Regions from separate parts of the Macaca mulatta genome. Here region 2 is linked to region 1. Evidence: chromatin contacts called from public Hi-C data. All regions are on one chromosome and are shown on one strand. Each heading gives the region's core, a stretch centred on a gene start, on an enhancer-like site or on the middle of the called end of the contact. The rest is flanking DNA. Distances are from core to core; before and after follow the strand shown. Region 1 holds the start of COX17 (cytochrome c oxidase copper chaperone COX17). Region 2 holds the start of PLA1A (phospholipase A1 member A).

The links. A called contact is a pair of places that touch in the nucleus more often than the background predicts.
Region 2: a contact with region 1 is called in a Hi-C map of blood, with 2.8 times the contacts expected there. The contact joins the promoter of PLA1A here to the promoter of COX17 in region 1. A contact is called at or near these places in 2 of 14 Hi-C or Micro-C datasets (blood and liver).

The regions. Positions count from the first base shown.
Region 1 is chr2:164,040,540-164,044,376 of T2T-MMU8v2.0, reverse strand. COX17 (cytochrome c oxidase copper chaperone COX17) reads right to left here and starts at 1,963. Exons shown (of 3, transcript NM_001267539.1): 1 at 1,854-1,963. The coding sequence starts at 1,960.
Region 2 is chr2:164,120,037-164,123,864 of T2T-MMU8v2.0, reverse strand. It overlaps PLA1A (phospholipase A1 member A), which reads left to right and starts at 1,664. Exons shown (of 11, transcript XM_015129959.3): 1 at 1,664-1,963. The coding sequence starts at 1,891.

The sequences.
Region 1 (3,837 bases), core at 714-3,213:
CTTTGTTTTTTATTTGATCTTATGATATTTCCATGCCTATGAAGACATTACACAGATAAGTGATTTTGGGGGGTAAATCTGATAAGAAATAATCACCCATATTAAATATTGCCTCTAGTCAATATCCAAGGAGTAACATTGCTCTATAAAGAAATAAACTGAATAAAACATTTATGCTAAATGAAGGGCACAGAAAACAGATCAATTTTTTGCTTATTATCACGGAGAAATTAACTTTCTGATTTTGCCCTACATTCAAATACAACCAAATAAGTCTACTTCTAATTACAAGACATTAAAAACATAAACACCAAAAACATCTGGTAGCCAGGAGACCAAGATGAGCACCCCCTCGTGATGATGAAAGAACATTTTACTTGTAAAATTCACAAAGACAAGACTAGGACTACACAGCTTTATTTCTAAGGCCTGAAAATGTGATTTAGCAAACAATCAAGTTAAGCCAAACTCAATTACAAGGAAAAACTGACTCCTGACTACGGATATTTGGGGAGAACCCACGTGGTCTGAGGCAATCGAGGCAAAAGGAATTTAAAGAAGGGAATAGGTTCTCCTTCCATCGAAACTCTACCCATCCTTCAATAGCTCAAGAGCTGCCTGCAAATGGGAGAGATTGCCTGGGAGAGTGAGATCATTGTGAAGATAATAGCTAGCATTCATTGATCATTTATTGCCATGTACACCGTGCTAGGCACTTGACATGGCTTGTACCATTAACCTTTACAATAATACTGGAGGGAGTTTCTTTTATTAGAGTCATTTTATAGACACATGAGGCTCAAGGTCACCAAGTTAGTGGATTAAGATTCAAACCTTGACTGTGGATCCCAGACTCTTAATCATGCTGTCGTACTACTCAAGGTTCAATAGCACTTACTGTTACCACTGGAACAATTTGTTCAGACGGCAGTCTTTCAATCCTGCCTTCACAGTATTATTCACAAAATACTGAGGATTAATAAAAGCACTGAGCTCCTACACTTTTATTATCCCATTACAGCACTAATGATTTCTTTCTTATATTATTTGCGAAGACAAAAGGGGCCAGACGAAGAGATGCACATTCACGTTATCTCAGGACGTCCTCTAATGAGATTTGCTCCACAAAAGAGGATATATAAAATAAGAACAAACCTTTTGTGGACTGACAATCTAGATGAACTATTCTGAATACTTTGTCCCCTGCGCCATAGACGTTGATTTTCAACTTTTGGTTGCCTTAAAAGGGTTGAAGGGGAACTCTTCAGCATGTAAGGAACGCACCGTGTCCTACTGTCTCTAAATTTTGGGAGGAAGCCTTAGAATTTACCAGAAAACCTTTCCTGTTTGGTCTTAACAAATCTTCTATCATAGCCCTTACCACGTGGTATACAAGTCATTGGTATATGTCTCCATTAACTTCAAGCTCCTTTATATCAAGACCCATCTTTATCCATGTCTACATCTTCGGACCTAACGCAGTGCTTAACCCAGAACAGATACTCAAAACACATTTGTAGAAAGGAATGAGTGGTTGAAGCTAGCGGTTCTCCTCTTTCTTCATCGCTCCCGGGACTAAGCCACCGTATAAGTCAACAGAGAGCCGACCAGGAAACCTACGAGGCCCAGTAATTATCTCCAGAGCGCCGCAATCGGGCCGGGAGAGGGGGGAGGAGGCGGGGAGTGGGGGAGAGGAGGCGGGAGGGGGAGGAGGGGGGGAGGAGGCAGGGAAGAGGAGGGGGTAAGAGGGGAAGGAAAAGGGCAGAGGGCAGAGGGCGTAGGGCAGAGGCACCGGAAGGCACAGGCCGCGGCCCGAGGCTCGTCGGCCGCGCCCTCTCCGGCTGCACACTGACCACGCATCGCGCGCCTTCTTGGTCTCCGGACAAGCGCAGCAAGGCTTCAGCGGCTTCTTCTCCTGAGGCTCAGGCGGGGCAGGGTTTGAGTCGACCAGACCCGGCATCTTTCGCGCCAAAAGCAGCTACGAGCGGAGACAGCCAAATCTATGCGAGCCTCCGCAAACGCCGATTTGTCCGCTGCCACTTCCGGCAGTCGCTCTAAAAAAATACAGGAAGTCCTGCCTCTCTCTGACAGGTGGGGGATTTAAAAGGGGCGCGTGCGCAGCAGAGGCAAAATTCCGGCCTTAACGAGAGGGTGCCTCATCAGCGCATGCGCAAGGAGGCCCGCTGACCGGTCACCTGGACTGTAGTATTTACACTCTAGGACTCTAGGTTATAGAGAATTTGTTAAATCAACTTGGGGAGGGCTCACGAAGAAGGAAAGCAGCAAGACAACTGAGAGATCTTGTAACACCCGTTCCTCCCCACCCAGTATCGAAACGGAAGCCCAAGATGGTGAAATGATTTGTTCAAGCCAAACAGGAGAAACCACAAGCGAAAGCCAGTTCTCTTGAATAACAGACTAGTTTCCCCGTTTTTTATCTGCCTTCTTCCTGATCCCCACACGCTGCAGGCCTTTCCTTTAATTGACCTATTTAAAAATGAATAGCAAAGACACAGAACCACCCAAACCACAACTGTTGGGGGAATTTAAAAGGTCCTCTAACCCCCTATACATCTCCTACGCACATTCAATCCTCAGCTAATTTGCATTTATAGCCCATCTCCAACTGATTTGAGTTCAGTATGAATTATTCAGTCATATATTCGTTAATATACTGATGAATAATATTGAAAAGTACCATTTCCATAGCATTTCCTCAGGTACATAGGTAAACTGGTGCCCGTCTTATTCGCAACGAAATGGATATAATCATTGGATTTTTTTCCTGCAGAGAACTGTTGGAAACAGGCAATAAACTCTATTTAATTTAATTTTATTTTGTTCTGTTTTTTGGAGACAAGGTCTTGCTCTGTTGCCCAGGCTGGAGTGAAGTGGCATGATCTCAGCTCACTGCCACCTCCACCTCCTGGGTTCAAGCGATTCTCCTGCCTCAGCCTCCTGAGTAGCTGGGATTACAGGTGTGCACCACCACGATCGGGTAATTTTTGCATTTTTTAGTAGAGACGGGGTTTTGCCATGTTGGCCAGGCTGGTCTCAAACTCCTGACCTCAGGTGATCTGCCCACATCAGCCTCCAAAAGTGCTGCGTTATAGGCGTGAGCCACTGCGCCTGGCCAATAAAATCATTTTTTATTTAAGGAGGACTTCGAGGCGCTGTTCAATAGCCGCCTGGTGATGGGTGTTTTTAAGTACTTAAACTTTCAGTATCACCTAATCAAAGTTTGTTTCTATATTATAGATATTTAGCTCAGGGAATCTACAGGTGTGTCTGTGAACTGGTGCTGTATAAGAGTAATTTCTATATGTGTATTTTTCTAGTTACTAAGACCATCCCCATTTTGTCATCTGAAAACTTTCAATAAGCATGATTTTTATTTCCTTCTTGATTGATATGTTTAATAATACAACATATTACCCTCATATTCTAAATTCACCCTCATCCATTATTATCAATTCTTTCAACTAGGTGCTAACTCACATTGTTTAGAATCTTGCTAATCAAACAGTGCTTCCTGGATGAGCAATATCAACATCACTTCTAACCTTAATATACAATAAAATGTCGTTCAACAAATCAATGGGGAAAAGAAAATAGGCTAACCATCTGGAGAAAATTGAACACTACATTAAAAGGAAGAGCTCCAGATGCATTAAAGGCCTACATGGGAAAGATTGAAATGTGAAATTAATAGCAAATTGTGGAGGAGAATATTTTAATACTGAGGGATGGAGGAATAACTTATGTTACAACATTTCGAAAGTACAAATTGTATGTCAAAAAATTGAAGAAATTGCATCAAAATAAAGGCTTGGGTTT
Region 2 (3,828 bases), core at 415-2,914, 80 kb before region 1:
TTGGATGTGAAAGAAAGTGAAAGTGCTCTCTCAGTGTCAGCTGTGTTCATGCCAGGCACAAGGGCACCCGGGATTAACTATCTCTGGCCACGGTGTGGGCGGCCAGGAAAACAGCCCTCAGGTCTCCTGCTGTAGGAAAATGATTGACTGACAGCTCCAGCTGCTGCCTTCTGAATCTACCTCTGTCTTTGTGGGGAGGTTGACCCCAGCTAATGACTAAGCAGGATGTGGCTGCTAATGCAGGCTCATTTCTACAAAACACAGATCTGCTGTCACAAAAGACTTTGGCCTGAGGAGTCCCCATTGGCCTGATCAGAATATTCTAGAAACTGTGCTGCAGCACGAGATTCTTCCTATGTAATCCTCTGTTTCCTGCCCGTTCTCTTTCACAGGTGTCAGATGTGCACCACAACCTAAAGGCTCTTCCTGCCTTCTCTAGCACCTTTTATTCTTTACAGGTGTTAGTCCGATAAATCTCTTGTATATCTTGTCTTATCTTGGCATCTTCTTCTCCGAGGACCTGAACTCATACACTCGGCTTCATCTCTAACATCAAGACTGCTTTCAGTAGTGACCTCTGCTGTGCCCTACTTATTGCCACACTCCTTCCTGGTTGCAGCAACACTTGAGCAGTGAGATCGTGCGCACAAGGGGAAGTAAGGGCTAGCCCCTCCAAAATAATCGTATCCTGTGTTCAGCCATGATGGCATGGTCCCAGTGCCTCTTCAGGAGTTGTTGCTGTACAGTATCATTGCTCAGACCATGGATTCTGAGGCTGGCTCATCCTGCTTTAAATCACAGCTCTGCATGATCTCAGGCAAATGACTTAAATTCTCTGTGCCCTACCAGCTGTGTAAAACACAAATGTTTGTACTTAATACACATTACTTAACTTCTGTCACAGAGAAGTAATTTGTACTTATCTGTGATTATTAACTGTGTAATTATCACAGTTAAGTAATTTGTACTTAATACAGTAGTTATTAATACTCACCTCAGAGAGTTATTGTTCAGAAAAGATGATCCTGGCCCTGCTGGTGGGCTGTCTGCCTAACAGCAATGTGTTATGATTTAGGGAATGGCAGACAAGTGCCCCGCCCTCCGCCCCAGCCCCACTGACGTGCCTAGAAATAGTTCTGTGGTTTCTGCCACTCCTTTGGGTGGAGAGGCCATATGGTGCTGGAACCACCTTGGTTCCAGGCCCGGCTCTGCCACTTCCACCAATGTGATCTCTATAGGTCATTTTCTTTTCTAATATTCAGTTTCTTTGTGAATTCAGGAAGTTGAACATCTCCAAAGCTGGACTTGACTTCTAGCCCCAAGATTCTACAAAATGATAGTACTCTCCAGAGGGAAACTTTATCTTCTTCCCTTCTGTCCATTAAATGGACACTTAAAATATATTATTATTTCAGTCCTGTGCTAGGCACTGCGGATTAAAAAATGAAAAGAGAAAGCCTTTGCTTTCAAGTCACTCAGAATCTTCTAGGGAGACACACATGTCCACAGATAATTCCAACACGATGAGGGGTTTCTGGTCACCCAGAGATGAAGGACTTCTGCCTTGGTTATTAGTAACATCCTATCATGGGAAGTGGGAGAGGTGCAGGAAATAGTTTCCTGATCATGTTTGGCTCAAAGAGGAAGGACAGTGTGTTTCAATGCACTCTGGTTAACAAAAAAGAAAGTGTATTTATTTTCATTGAGAAGAAGAAACCGAAAACTCTGGCATTTAAATAAATAAGGAAGAATTTATTTTTCCTTTTCAGGTCATGAGGCTAGTTAATGATTAGTGAAATCCACGTGGGTGTTTTCTGAGAGGCTGGGTTATGTGATCTCTTTGGCTTTAGGGAATTACTCCATACCAGCTCTGAGATTTCCAGCTCAGCAATGCCCCCAGGTCCCTGGAAGAGCTGCTTCTGGGTGGGGGGCCTACTTTTGTGGCTCAGCGTTGGAAGTTCAGGTAAGCCAGGGCTCAGGCCTTGGGAGGAACTTATTTCAGCCAATGATCATATATCTCCAACTACTTATGCAATACCAACTTTTGGAAGGTCCCCTAAAAGCCTTTTGCCTCTTCTGAGGTGAATTTAAAAGAGTAGGGGGGGAAAAAAAACCCTTTTATCATAATCAGAATGATGGTAAACAGGTCACAGAACCTGAACTTTCCCTGGTTATCCGACTCATTTTTTCTAAAACCCACATAAAAAACCCCTTTCACCTTGCACAAGCCAGGACTCACTGTAAGAAAATAAAATTTGGTTAATTCTAAGATATTCATTTTTCATCCCATAAATATCCACCATTCTAAGATATATTTAATTTTAAAATGTAGGTTTTCCAAACTAATAATGATTTTGTCACTGAGATTGTTAGATGTCCTTTCTAATCCGGCAACCTAACTCAAGTGGTTCGTCATCCCAGCTGGGTGATGGAAACTAGTCCCTGCTAACCCCAGATGCCCCTAGGAAAACTTCCCTCAGATGCCAATTTGCATTTATCTTTCCCCAGTAAAGAACTGACGCACTGATCCCACTTGCCTAACATAGCAAATTAACCTGCCCTGCTTTGGGTTCTCAGAAGTTCTCAGGAGACTTCTTCTCACTCTGGTGGTGACCTCACCCTTAGAAAAATCCCCTCCCTCTGCTCCCAACAGCAGGCTGCTTTTCTTTCTTCTCTGCCGGACATTTAATTCTCATTCCCTGGCTCTAGAATATGTCATTGCTTCTGCCTGGAGTTGCTCACATCACCTTTGGATTGATTTCTGTTCTTTGCATCTTCCAAGGGGGCTTCTGTATTCCTATCTCCCTTGTATTCATTATTTTTCTGCTCGACACCCCTCCCTGCTACAAAGTTCCACTTAGGTGACTGCATGCTCTCCTTGCACTCATGGGTGGTTTCTCAGAGGTGCTGTTGAGCTCTGTATGTGCTTTCTCCTACCTCAATTATTTGTTCCTAAAAGGCGAGGATTTGAGGTTTCTGTCTCTTTTAGCATACTTAGTGCTGTGCTCTGTATACCACAGATGTCCAGTGAATGTTGCTGCATTGCTGCTTAGAGGAGGCAATGGGTTGAGCTGATGGGAAGTAGGCTCTGTCTGGGTCAGGCTAACCCTGACTGGAATCCTGGCTCTGTTTCTTTGTAGCTATGTGACCTTGAGGAAGTGGCTTTCTTTACCTGTAGTTGGAGATGATCCTTACCAGATAGGAATGCTGTAAGGACTGAATGAGATCATCGGTGCACAGGGTCTGACTTTTGCAGTTGCTCATTCCCTTACGATTTTACTATTAGCAAATGGTTGTCTAGGCTGATGGAAGTGGAGGGAGCAGGGCTGTCATGAGCCACCTTGGAGAGAAGGTGGGAGGTATCGCCTAGGAGAGCTGTGGGTCCCATTCTGAGAAGTGGGCTTGGCAGGCCCACTTTGTCCCTGCTCAGGAGCCCCAGGCCTCCTTAGGGGCTGGAAGGCATTTGCTAGTTGTCCTGGTTTGAAGGTTGAGGAGTGGGAGGACTAATAGTAAATTGGCATCAAACTCTTTTTGGAAGCTCATCTGTCCGGTAAGCCTGGGGCCTCTGTCACACAGATAAGAGAAGCTCAGAAATTCGGAACCAGGTAGCAGGGTTAGGATCAGGGCAGAAGCTGATCAGGTTCCAACCACATATGTGGGAACCATTCTAGATGTTCTGGGCAGGAAGTGGGCTTATGAAAACATGTTAGCAGGACCTGGGTGTTTCCTTGCCCTGTCCTCTTGCCTTTGTCTCTCGTGTCTTTCTTTTCACACTTACCCAGGGAAGTATTCTCTATTTCCCAACTGCTTCTCTTCCTTTCCCACTGT